Regions from separate parts of the Gossypium hirsutum genome. Here region 2 is linked to region 1. Evidence: chromatin contacts called from public Hi-C data. All regions are on one chromosome and are shown on one strand. Each heading gives the region's core, a stretch centred on a gene start, on an enhancer-like site or on the middle of the called end of the contact. The rest is flanking DNA. Distances are from core to core; before and after follow the strand shown. Region 1 holds the start of LOC107886354 (21 kDa protein). Region 2 holds the start of LOC107886297 (endoglucanase 8).

Region 1 (2,791 bases), core at 78-2,577:
AAAGAGTCCAAGTTTTGACTTAATCCGAGTTCAAAGCTGGGCTTAACCTGTTATTGCGTTAGAACATTCTACTGGGGTATAGATCTACGTCTGAAAACCAAGCCAACAGCCCCGTCATGCATGTGTGTCGGATTGGATACCTTTCACAATTCTCTTTATTCGTGTAACATTTTTTTTCAATCATAATCGTTTTATATAACCTTTTTGTACTGTATATCATATGAAAAGTAAAAACTATGTGGGTTGAAGGTACAGGAAAAGTTGCAGGGTTTAGAGTAGCGTGGGAAATGGGATGGGAATGGGTAATTGGCCAAATGGGGAAAGTGTGAAAAGTCATTTAACTACCAATCCTAGTCCTAACTAATCCACTAGGATCAAGTATGGCCGGTTACAACCGGCTGGTGCCCTCGTTTTCACACTACGCTCCCATAGAAGTAATTTTAAATTCATCAATTTCCTAATTTCCCCTTTTAAACATGTCTGTCCCATTTATGTCGTTCATACCTAAAATGTTAACTTATAAAAAATTTCTTAACATATTAAAAGTGTGGAGAGGTATGATAATAACAAAATTTTAACGTTTGGGAACTTAACTACTATTAAATTTAAAATAATATTTTATTATATTAATAACATATATAATCTAAATGCGTTCATGAGTTTAACGACCTATCCGATATTATCAATTCCATCCAATCAACTTAACTTGCTTTGAGTTGCTTGATTTAACTAACCAATATATATCTCTAGCAATATATAGCATGTGAAATTATATTATAGAGAAGTTTTAATTTTTATGAATTCATTTATTATTTCCATGTTTATATTATACATTAAATATTTAATTGAAGTGATGTGATAAGTTAATTGGACATCAGCACATTTGGATAATGATCAAAATATCTTTACATAATAAATTACATTATTTTGAGAATAAATTTATCATTTTATATTGTTTCTATATAAAATAAAAATATATATACAAAATAAAATTTAAACCTAAACAGGTTTAATTTTTAACATTTACACTTTAACTTTTAATCAAAATATTATTTTTTATTTATATTATTATTTTATAATTATATTTATTACATAATTTTATTTTATATCTAAATCACTGTTAAAAAGAACACATCAGTAAAGTTATTGACTAGATTCTAAAAAATAGGTATATTGATTGAATTCTAGGCTTTTATTGAAAAAAAATCTATAATTATTAATGTACAGCATTCTTTCTAAATTTGATAAATATAATCAACTAAAAGAGAAAAAGAAATTATAATAAATATTTCCTTTGTGTAGAAAGGTTAAAGCTAGTATTATTAAAATTATTGCATTATTACTAAAAATTGTATATTTGTAACCATATATCATTTTTGCTAGGATAAGCATTTCCCCCAAAATGCATAATTTCATAGTGGAGTGGGAAACCTAGAAAAAGAGAGCAGTGGCATTCATGTGAATCCACAAAATAATCACGGCCAAAATAGTAAATCAGATTCCATTTTAGATGCTACAAAAGCCTTCTCCACTGCCTTTCTCACTCACACCTATCATCTCCCTTCTTAACGACGACTCGAATTCTAAAAAAGAAAAAAACCTACGCCATGAAACCCCTCTTCTCCGTCCCATTCTTAACCTTCCTCTTCTTCTATTTCTACTCAGTCCCAACCCTCGGTTCCTACGTATACGACGCTAGCGCCACCACCACCACCGTCATCAACTCTACAGATTTCATTCGTACAAGCTGCTACGCCACCTTGTATCCCGATATTTGCTATACTTCCCTTTATGGCTATGCCAACGCCATCCAACAAGACCCAGCTCGTCTAGCTCGTGCTGCCATTAGTGTCAGCCTCTCTAAAGCTCGTAACATGGCAGTCTACGTCTCTAACCTCTCCCGCGAAGCCGATTACGGCGCCGACCCAAGAGCCAGCGCAGCCTTGCACGACTGTTTCTCGAACATGGGTGATGCAGTGGATGAAATCCGTGGGTCGCTGAAGCAAATGCAACAGGTGGTGGCTCCAGGTTCGGAGTCTTTCAGGTTCCAAATGGGGAATGTCCAGACATGGATGAGCGCGGCTTTGACGGATGAGGAGACGTGTACGGACGGATTCGAGGATGTGGCGGATGGGCCAATGAAGACGGAGGTCTGCAAGAGGGCGGCTAAAGTGAAGAAGTTTACGAGCAATGCTTTGGCGTTGGTTAATAGTTACGCAGAAAAGGGTACAATGTAATCCGCAAATGAAATGAAAACTGTATAATTTCTAAATTACCTGATGCCTATTGTTGAATGTCTTTTTTCTTTAAATGTACATTGGTTTCAGACATAACGATAATGTTTTGTTTGGGGATAGTAGTTTGGAGTTTCTGTTTTTCTTTACATGACAGAGAGCTCTCTGGATTGTAACTCTAACCGAGTTTAAATATTAGAATAAACATAAAAAATTTCTACCACACGCCCGCTTTTATTTACCTAAAATGTTTAAATATAATTTATTCTTGATAAAAAATAAATATAAAAAGAAATTACTCTTCAACATTTTGATGTGACAAGATCAATTCAGTTAAACAATTAAAAAAAATATCAAATATTCAAAATTATTTATATTTTAGTTAAAAATTAAAATGAAGTTATGTAAAAATATTCATATTTTTTAACCGCAACATTACCTGAATGAAAATATAATTATTAGGAATTCATTATATCCATTGTAGTTACAACAAATTTTAATTCTTTAAGATTTTGTTTTTACAATACAAAATGAATGTGTAATTACTAGAACTTTTG
Region 2 (2,762 bases), core at 160-2,659, 340 kb after region 1:
GTTCATATTGTAAAATCTTTAATCATTTTTATTTCATTTTCTTATATTTCTATTGAAATGTCATAATATTAATGAAATTTAACATAATTTAAAAACATCTTTATGTTACAACATCATACTTAAAATATAAATTTTATTTTTTAAAACTATTTTTTGACAATAATCTTAAACATTTAAAATAGTGAAATCAAAATTTTTAAAAACACTCTCTAGAAACAACGAAGAAATAGGCTTGGGCTATGAACTACACAAAATCTAGGTATTACGGTACACTGTAGCGCTATCAACTATACAACTTCTAAATGCACACCGCCTAGCCAGCAGCTGACAGAAACTCATATGCCCAGTCAACAAACCTCCAAATAAGTCAATAAATCAGACGCTATACATGGTCATCTCCTTTTTCATCTTTGATGATCTTTTCCATAAGTTGGCCTCACTTAACTTGCTCTCTACGTGTCAATCATTAGTAATCGGTGCCACATGTGGCATCCCTTACATTTTTTACTCTAACTCTCTCACTGTCACACACCACCCCCGCTCATTAAATTACGTTGCTACTTAAAATTATTATTTGATAATAATTAATACGATGATGATATATGAAAAGTTTAAATATAGATAATTATTTGTTAAAATAATAATAATATGTGATAGACTCAAATATTTTAAATAATTATTTATTTAAGTTTATTTTTAATATAAAGGAATATTTTATATATATTTAAAAATATTTGAATTTTTGTTTGCCATGTGATAAATTGAAAGATTACCACGTACCACTATTAAATTAATTATCAAATTAGTATTGTGAAAAAATAAAATAAAATAAAAAAGGAATACACAAATTTTACGTGGAAACCCTTTCGGGAAAAAACCACCGGAAGAGGAGAAGAAAATTTACTATGTCGAAAATTTTTAATCAATACAAAAGGAATAGACTATGTCTATTTATAGGCTTGTAAAGCCATATTCTAGTAGGATTGAAACACCTTATCCGAATCAATATAAAATAGATAGATTTTAATAAGGTTTAAAAAACCTTGTTCTAAAATAAAATAAAAGAAGTCTAATTCTATATAAATTTTACTTTTATTTTATTTTCCATCATATTTTATTTAGTATAAACATACTACTTAAATTACGGAATTAAAATTAATGTATCAATTAAATAAAAAAATTATACACGAATTACGTAGAAATGCACAAGTGCTAAGGATATTAACCCAACTTCGAATTGAATGTACCGGAATTCAACCCGACCCGAATAATCTGGCATTCAAGTCAAGAATGGGAATCCCAAATTTCGACCAGTTACAGCTCTACATGTGGCGTATCCCCATTGGTACAATCTCTGGAATCGGACGCCACAGTTTTAGCATAAAGAACCACGTCGGTTCTGCTGTTTTCTTAGCAGTGTATAGTATATATCAGCATTAAGCCATTAGCCATCCCAGTCCCCAATCCTTCCCAAAGAAGATGGCGCCAAAACCCCTTACATTTCCGGGAATTTTCTCGGCGCTTCTCGCCTTCTCTTTTTCTTTGCTCCTCTTTTGTTATCCGATCATAGGCGGCCACGATTACCACGACGCTCTCCGCAAGAGCATTATCTTTTTCGAAGGCCAACGATCAGGCAGACTTCCCCCTGACCAACGCGTCAAATGGCGCCGCGACTCTGCATTGCACGACGGCTCCACCGCCAGTGTAATTACTCCTTTTCGACAGCCTACATTTCCCTTTTCACCTACTAAAAGTATATTTTAACTGCGTTTGATGTTTCGGTTTCAGGTGGACTTAACGGGAGGTTACTACGACGCCGGAGACAACGTGAAGTTCGGGTTCCCAATGGCATTCACGACGACTTTATTAGCTTGGAGTATCATAGATTTCGGGAGGAACATGGGGCCGGAGTTAAAGAACACCGTTAAAGCAGTGAAATGGTCGACGGATTATCTGTTGAAAGCAACGGAAAAGCCTGGAGTGGTGTATGTACAAGTGGGAGACGCCTATTCTGATCATAGCTGCTGGGAAAGGCCAGAGGACATGGATACTTTACGTACGGTGTACAAAATCGATAATGAGCATCCTGGTTCGGACGTCGCAGGCGAAACCACCGCCGCATTGGCTGCTGCTTCCATTGTGTTCAGGAAACGAGACCCTGCATACTCGAGGTTGCTCCTCAATCGAGCCATTAGGGTAATTCACTGTCACCACCTCAGTTTCTTCTTAATCTTGTCACCGCACCAAATGGGAAGATATTTCGCATATTTGATTCATAGAATGTTAATGGAAAAATGAAAGTCGGGGAAAATGGTGTATTGTACTGTAGGTGTTCAACTTTGCTGACAAGCACCGAGGTGCATATAGTAGCAGGCTGCACTCTGCAGTCTGTCCTTTTTACTGCGATGTCAATGGTTACCAGGTCAGACAGACTCCTTTTTTTCTTTTCTCTTACAGTACAATTAAGAGGAACCGTTGCATTATGACATTGAAGTCCAAAACTTTGACTGGCTGTAGCTACTATAATGGTAATGTAGGACGAGTTGCTTTGGGGAGCCGCTTGGCTGCACAAGGCCTCAAGGAAGCGCGTATATAGAGAGTACATAGTGAAAAACGAGGTTGTCTTGAGAGCTGGAGATACCATCAATGAGTTTGGTTGGGATAACAAGCATGCTGGGATTAACGTCCTCATTTCCAAGGTACAAAATTAATTAATCACTGGATTATTTATATATGTTTTATGCTTAATCATTATAATGATA

What was found. Hi-C and Micro-C count contacts between places; a contact is called where the count stands out from the background.
Region 2: a Hi-C map of leaf shows a contact between it and region 1, with 5 times the contacts expected there. The contact joins the promoter of LOC107886297 here to the promoter of LOC107886354 in region 1. A contact is called at or near these places in 5 of 34 Hi-C or Micro-C datasets (callus and leaf).

Annotation. Positions count from the first base shown.
Region 1 is chrA03:87,820,462-87,823,252 of Gossypium_hirsutum_v2.1, forward strand. It overlaps LOC107886354 (21 kDa protein), which reads left to right and starts at 1,328. Exons shown (of 1, transcript XM_016810279.2): 1 at 1,328-2,356. The coding sequence starts at 1,608. The coding sequence ends at 2,237.
Region 2 is chrA03:88,155,789-88,158,550 of Gossypium_hirsutum_v2.1, forward strand. It overlaps LOC107886297 (endoglucanase 8), which reads left to right and starts at 1,410. Exons shown (of 7, transcript XM_041097519.1): 1 at 1,410-1,704; 2 at 1,789-2,196; 3 at 2,330-2,422; 4 at 2,538-2,699. The coding sequence starts at 1,480.